2 separate regions of the Rattus norvegicus genome follow, and region 1 is linked to region 2. Evidence: chromatin contacts called from public Hi-C data. All regions are on one chromosome and are shown on one strand. The core of a region is the stretch at or near the end of the contact, and the rest is flanking DNA. Distances in the headings are between cores, read along the strand shown.

Region 1 (3,463 bases), core at 762-3,261, 300 kb after region 2:
CAGGGTGTGTAGTAATGAGCTCCAGGTATTTAACGAGAGACAAGTGCTGTCGCTGCCAGGCTATTGCTCAATGCTTCATCTGAAAACCAAGAGGAGCCCCTGTTGAGTCCATGGGTTGAGAGGGTGGAGAGGAAGCTCCCATTTTGAGATGCGGTGTTGCCAGGAAACACAAAATCATCTGGGAAAGACCTTTGTTTTTGTTTTAATTAGGTAAAGATTTTACATGCGGGGAGCAAGTAGCTTACTCCAGGCTCCAAGCTGTCTCCAGAGGAAGAAAAGTTAAAAAAAAAAAAAAAAAAAAAAAAAAAGTCAACGTGAAGGAACAAAGACTTCTGATGGAGATAGGGAAGCTTCACCTCTTTCCCCGCCCCTGCCTCTCACCTGGAGGTAACTGCCTGGTCCAAAAACAACACCTACATGGGGCCATCACTCTCCTCTAGTCCTTGTTTGCCAGCTTCCGGTGTCCCTCTGTTCTGTCAGCACCTAGTCTGAATTCAGCAGGAAAGGCCGGATGCAGGCCTGGGCCTGGCCCTTCTCTCCTAGCCTGACAGGAGGAGGCCTTGACCTGCCTACAGGATGCCGGTTCACATCCTGGACCTCATCACTGGATCCGGCTTCCCCTGCTGCTCTGGTTTCTTCTTACAGGAGCACTGCAGGGCCGGGAAGGGACCCAATCCCAGACTTCCAGGCAGAACCCTGAGCCTCAGCTTGTCTGTGTTTTGGGGGAGGGGAGGGCTCCTCACTCTTGCCCAATGTCCTCGTCTTAAACTCGTGCAGTACAAAACAAGCCAGTTCATTGTGTTCTTGGATATAAATATTGATTCTGGTTGATGTTAACATTCTGTTCATAAAAGAATGTAACATATTTCTCTCACACCATATTAGACTGATGTGTTGTTTGGCCAAGAGAAGTAGAGATTTCTGGCTTCTGCAGAAAATGTGGACATTTAAATGCATGCGGCTTTCAGAAGTCTGGGGAGCAGACTCAGAATAGCAACTAGGGCTTTTGGCTGGCTTCAGCCCTGTCCTCCATCCTTGGCTTGTCACTTTGGCGTTCCTAATCTCTTGTAATTAGGAAGCTGCCTGGCCGTCCACATCTGCTTTCGTCAGGACGGCCTATAAGGTCAGCGCTGAACATTTTTAATTTTCTTCCCTTGAGAAAAAGATCTGGGAGGTCTCCTATTTTTCTTCCCCACTCCACGTGGGAGGGGAGGGCAAAGGCTTCAGACCAGAGGGTGGTCCATCCAAGCATTCCAACCTGGGCCAGACAAGCCCAAGAATAGGATGTGCTGGCCGCCTTGGCAAGGCAAATTCCCCACATTCCACAAGCGCTCTTCACGGGAAATCTAACTCATGAGAAAGTGGAATTCATGATGTGTTTGCGTGTGCACTCGGGTGCCAGCACGTCTCACACAGACAGATCCCCAGCTCTCTGGTATTTCATAAGAGTGGTAGAGCCCATTTCCAGATGTGGAAAGGCAGACTGGCTCGCTGTGCTGTCAGAGGAAGCAGCGCCCTCTGCTGTTCGGACCAAGAAGCACTGCGGTGGAGGGAAAGAACCCGAGAGGTCTGGAAAGCAAGTTCCTGGTAAAAACCTGGGCTCACCGTGGCTGACTGGAGGCCTTGCACCTCCTTTCTCTTCCCATTGCGAGACTGCAAGAGGCTGGCTGCCCTCGGACTAGCTGGTTCTTTTGATGTTCCGTAGCTGTGAGCCAGCCAAAAATGAGGATTTACAATAAAACTCCAGCCTCCCGCAGCATCTGCTGAGCTAGTTCCGAGGTGAGAGGCAGTGACGCTGACTTCTGCATGAGAACCTAGCCAGCAACCCCAAGCCAGGCAAGACAATAGGGGCACCGTGCCCACGAGGAGGCCTCCGGCCGAGAGGCAGCCCTGTGGCCTCATTGTGCCCTTGGAAGGCGCTGGCAGAGGCCTGGCTGCCTCCGAGGCTTCCAGCAGAGTGGAAGCTGCCATGGCTCAGCTCAGGCAAACTGGCATCTCCACCGCCAGGAGCTGGCAACGCAGACAGAGAGGGGCCCCGCCTTCTGCCCTGTTTCCTGCCAAGAAGGAGCCTCTGCAGCACCGCCAGAGCCGATTCGCCGGGTTGAGGGAGAGGAAACGACAGAGGGGGGGGGGGGGTAGAGAAAGGGAGAAGGAAAGAGGAAAGAGAAAACGGGAGAAGAGGAGGGAGTGGGGAGGAAGAAAGAGGGAGGAGGGAGAGAGAAAGGGAGAAAGAGAGGAGGAAGAGAGGGAGAAAAGGAGGAGAGAGGGAGGGAAAAGGTAGAGAAAAGGAAAGAAAAGAGGAAGAAAGAGGGGAGGGAGAAGAGAGAAATATGAGTGTGTGATGAGAGAGGAGAGAGGGGGAACACTCTGTGTGTGTGTGTGTGTGTGTGTGTGTGTGTGTGTGTGTGTGTGTGTGTGTGTGTGTGTTTTCGCGCGCGCGCGCTCGCCCAAGCTCCCAAGCCAGGTGCAGAAAGCTACGGAAGCAAACTTATTGGACAACCTTTCAGTTTTGCAAGAGAAAAAAAAAGAAGGCATAAGACAATCAGTTTCTGTTTTGAGGGGAAGATTTTTTATTTATTTATTTTTGGCAAACTGAGCTCCTCTCTGCTGGGAGAACCGAAAACCCAAACCACCAAGCAGCCCCTAACAACAATGCCCTTCTCTCTCTCTCTGGGACCAATTTCCAGACAGCACAGCAGTCCTGACAAGGTCAACAAGCCGAAGCTGTGAGCGCAAGATCTTTATCTACGTGGGAAATAAGAAAATCATTTGACTGATAAAAGGAAATACAATAAATAGCATCTAAATTCCTGGCTGCATTCCCCTGAGCCCCTCCTCTGCAAGAGAAAGTGCCAGGGCAGGAATACAACTGCCACTACAGCAGGTTTAAAAATAGCACACTGCACACAGCCCTTCCTACCTTCCAGAAAGACTTCATTACCGGGTCCTCAGCCCTGAGCCTGCAGAGTCGCTGCTGGCGCTTTCTTACCCCTGCTCTGGATTTTCGTTGGAAGCATGAAGGTAGAGAGGGTGTGATACATTTCCCTCCTGCTCAGCTAGTTTCAGTCCTAGCACGTCTGGCGCACACCGCGAAAGTCCATTGTATTTAATGGGGTGTTAACTCTGTTTATTCTCTAGGACTTGTACGGTAATTTTACACTCTGCAAAACTAGCAACTCGAACCTGAAGTGCTTTTCCTCCCTCCTCATGCCACTCTAATGGGCCTCTAGCTCCAGGTCCCTTCACAGGCTTAGCATTTCCCCAACTGGGACAGCCAAGGCTCTGAGCATGGTGCAAGCTGCTTCCCACAGCTGTTAACACTGCTGTGGCCTGAGACAAGTCTGCATCTCTTACAGACTCAGTTTGTGCCATCTATTAAATGGGTATTTAAATTTGCCTTGTGTACCTAGAAAAACTGTTGGCACTGGTCCTCTGGTTCTCAGCTGGTCACTTTCGTATCTCC
Region 2 (3,982 bases), core at 1,008-3,507:
GAGAATGTTGCCGTCTGCTCTGGTTGCTGCCACTCCCTCCACCTTCTCTTCTGATGTACAACATGGCCTGCTTCAAACTGAGAGCTTTTTTTCTGGGGGCTTGGGGGAGGTTAGGGATGGACTTACCAATCGAATACCTTGAACATGGAATGTTTGCAAAACCCTTTCCTCTGGCGTCTGTCACAGCTCACCCCATCATCTGAGAAGCATCAGGATGAGGAAGGCTTGATGTCTTTGGTATACCCTGTCTAGGATCTCGCATTATGGCTCTTCTGACTTCCCTTGGGGCACTGGTTTTGGTCCATGGCGTCCCCACCTGTGCACCGCTCTGAGCGTGAGCAGATGGACTTCAGTGCACACTTCAGGAGGGGCAGCACTTGGATTTGTCTCAGTGCAGCACTTTGGGCCTCTGAGAAAATGAGCTTCAATGAGGTAAATCTAATAACCCAGTTTTATGGGCAGCCATCCTGTTCACTTACGAGGCTGGACCAGAATCCCGATCCTTATCCACTAGTGAGAGGAATGACAAGCATGCCAGAGTCGGCCCAGAGAGCTGAGCTGTCCTGTTTCCAAGTGTGTGCATGCTTTATGTACCTGGAATTACTTAGAATACAAGGACGCCTCCTAAGTCCATCCCAGTCTTTGAGACTGGCCCATATCTCTTCAGACCACTCTAGGTAAAGGCCAGGGGAAATCCTCGCTGCAGGTTACCAGCTGGTATCTGTTGATTTTCCAATATGGGGTAAACCAAACTTGGAGAGCTTGCATGACCGACTACTGAGTGGGGGTTTTGTGATAGCAGAGGCTTTACTCCTAGAAGCATGTCTTCCTAGAGCTTTAGATTCCTATCTTCACGAACACCCTGAGCTCAGAGGCAGAACTGGTTCCTCTAGCTGATGAAGGAAGGCTGTGCTCACTGGTTCTTGAGAAGTTTCTTCTTGGCCCTTACTTAGCACCAGCAGTTGGGGAGCCTCACTCCCCCATGACCTCATGCAGCCCATCTCCTGAGAACAATCCCTGAAACCCACTGCTCTCGGTGTGCCTTCTGACCTAACTCAGCCTTGGGGTTGGTGATATTCAGGAACTTCATGTCCTTTCCCACATTTCTGCTTTGATTGTTCCTTTGCTCATCCAGTGCTGTCCTCTACGGTGAACATTATGTGGTTGTATGCATTCCCAAAGAGCTCTCCTGTGTGGCAAGGGAGGCTGTTCTCTCCATGACTATGTTACTACACTAACAAGGCACTCTGAGGGGCACTGACTCCTGCTCTTGCCTGCTCTGGCCACAGTCCTGTCTCTCTAGCACCCACATGTGTGGAGAGACTGTTCATGTGGCTTAGGGAAAAGTTCCAGTGGGCCTTAGTTGTTCAAACTCTCAACAGAAGTGGGAGAATCTATGGCATAGACTTTAATAGAAAAGAAAAAAAAAAACCTAGTCGATACAGATGTTACTTGTGAAAACTTCAAGGGCTATACTAGTAACACTCCAAAATTCATAATATATGTGTATATAAAATGTGTGTGTGTGTGTATGTGTGTGTGTGTGTGTGTGTGTGTGTGTGTGTGTGTGTGTGACTGCAGAGGGAAGGACTTCCAGTGAGTGAATGAATCAAAGTGGAAATGTAAGGTATCTATGACAATGTTATATGGACTGGATTTCATTATTTTGAGAAATGAAAGACCACCTGATGGACTTCTTGCCCAGAAATGTAGTTCTTGTCTCTGCTCTGATCTAACCTTCTTCCCCACACCCATTCTGTGGCCATTCCCCAGACAGAATTAACTCCTGTCTCTGGAAAGACAGAGGCCCTTTTCCTGTTAGCTGGCTTTCATCTTTGTCCCTCACTAGTGTGGCCGTAATTCTTAGTGGGAGTCACGTGGAAGGAAGAGTGCTCAGTTTACCAGTGCAGGGAGACAGTGGTAGCAGACGTGTGCACGCTTTTTCTACTATAGTGTGAAAGAAGGCTGCATCTAAGATAACAAACAGAAAAAGAGAGATTTCTACAGACAACAAACAGAGGGGACCAGGGAACATTCTGCATTAAATATGTAACCTCATTAAATAATCAACATTCAGATTTACATGGGCAAGGCACCATGAGAGCAATGTGGAGAAGGTATGTCTCAATCTGCAAGCACTGTGGGAAGTGAAGGGCTGGGCCAGCTGACGTGGTCAGTGGTCTTTTTGCCACCAGTTCAGTGCATAATTAGGCGGGAAGTTATGTGTACATGGGCTATATGACTCAAACCCTAGCCTGCTGGGCATGGTGTAGCCATGACTCATGGCTGCCCACTCCACGGTCATTCTGTCTAGGAGAGACAGACTCTGTGGGCAAACTAGGCCTCTTTCCTGGGAGTACGGAGCACTAGCCAGGATCGCAAAGCCATCCTGCATATGCAGCCTCATACATATCGTTCTCCTTAAAAATGCATAATAAAATACATTCTCCTTTTTTGATCCTCTTTGATAAAGGTGAATCACATGAAAGGCTGTTAAAAATGTTAAAAGTCTAGAAGTTTCCAAGGCCACTAAGGTGCCACCCAAATAATACTGCACAGTCAGTCTTGGCTTTAAGCCAATTCTGAGCTGGTGGGCGAGGGCTTCCTGGGTTTCCTCACTGTCAAGGTGTACAGAACTGATCTGTCCACCCCACTACAGGTTGCTTCCCAGAGGCCTATCTCCAGCATGTGCATGCACATAGTAACACATGCTTACACACTTACCATTCAAGTGACTCTTGGGATTTCAAGGTTGAAGTAAACAGAGACTCACAGTTTTGAATAAAACAAGTGTATGAGCGTTCATACACGCACACAGGTGGAAAGGATACTTGACTCTCAGCGCAAGTATGTGCCAAGGGAAGACAAGAATGTTTCTGCAGTTCTCACTCAGGTAAAGTTGCAACATAAACACTGTAATATACAGCTTAAAAATACATACAAAAATTGCACATAATTCACGGGAGAGCACAGGCTTCATGGGGAACAACTCTCAGTCATCCACTGCAGCCATCAGCCTTCCTGTGAGCTGAGCTCCAGGCCCACTGCAGTCTTAGGAGCGACATGCCACTCACTCTGGGAGGCAGTCTTTCTGGAAGAGGCTGGCACTCCAAGGATCAGGTCAGCCATTTTTGTGGCCTTTCCCGTTCCCCTTGCCTTCCAATAGCCGGCTACCAGTTGCTTTCTAAGGTGACGGTAATGCTAAATTGACAACCATTTCATTCAGGGCTGTTGCTAACAGCATTTGGCAGACTAGTTAGTACCAGCTACTGATGGAAGGAAGCTGGCCAATGACTGCTTTCGGGGGAAGAAACTCTGACTCAGGCACCACCAGCCCTGGCTACCATGCTGATAGGTCTGACAGTAATCAAAGAACAGTACTTGAAAGTCTGTTCCCTGAGGGCCCCTGGAGAATTGCACATAAGGACATTATTTCTTCATATCCTGCCCACTATTCATAATCTGTGGACTGTACTCCATCCTGCTGAGGCATTGGTGATACCACCTCTGGTCAGCTTTGTACTGGACCACAAGAAGTGGATAATAAACTCCAACTTTAGCAGGTGGGACAGGGTGAAGGTGAAGGACAGCCAAGCAGTGGCAGTGGGGTTGTCTATGCAGTGTCCAACCTTTGCTAAGAACAAAAATGGAAACAGACCCATGATCTAACGGCTGGGAATCTCTCTCCTCCTTTCATGGTATGGCGGAACAGACGCTAGTCCCCAGTGACTGAAACTCAGCCGAGAAGGATAATGGCATGTCCTCCCAGGAAAGAGGCAGTCACTGAGGAAGAGGAATCTGCTGCAAGAGCATTACTGGGTGACAGCTGAGCTTGGTGACATGTGTACTGCTAGCTAGTTAGTACAGGTGAGCTTCAGAGTTCTGGAAGAGGCGGATGCAGCTTGCTGAGATCATTCCACAGGAGCTGGTCCTTCATGGACGTGCATTTTCATTTTTTTACCCCACATTTGTGAGCCAATTG

What was found. A called contact is a pair of places that touch in the nucleus more often than the background predicts.
Region 1: a contact with region 2 is called in a Hi-C map of Schwann cells, with 2.7 times the contacts expected there. The contact joins two enhancer-like sites. A contact is called at or near these places in 7 of 12 Hi-C or Micro-C datasets (the A7r5 cell line, Schwann cells, frontal cortex and 4 more) and 1 of 1 datasets of contacts at active chromatin or transcription factors (oligodendrocytes).

What each region holds. Positions count from the first base shown.
Region 1 is chr8:65,800,195-65,803,657 of GRCr8, forward strand. No RefSeq gene overlaps it. Among named protein-coding and RNA genes, the nearest start is that of Hmg20a, 86 kb to the left of the region's middle. Within about 2 kb of position 2,012, at least 45 of the 93 cell types and tissues checked have an H3K27ac peak or open chromatin away from gene starts, as enhancers often do. A contact at or near this core is called in Schwann cells, where this site is marked.
Region 2 is chr8:65,502,149-65,506,130 of GRCr8, forward strand. It overlaps Peak1 (pseudopodium-enriched atypical kinase 1), which reads right to left. Exons shown (of 7, transcript NM_001108149.1): 7 at 2,895-3,982. Among named protein-coding and RNA genes, the nearest start is that of Tspan3, 38 kb to the left of the region's middle. Within about 2 kb of position 2,258, at least 7 of the 93 cell types and tissues checked have an H3K27ac peak or open chromatin away from gene starts, as enhancers often do. A contact at or near this core is called in Schwann cells, where this site is marked.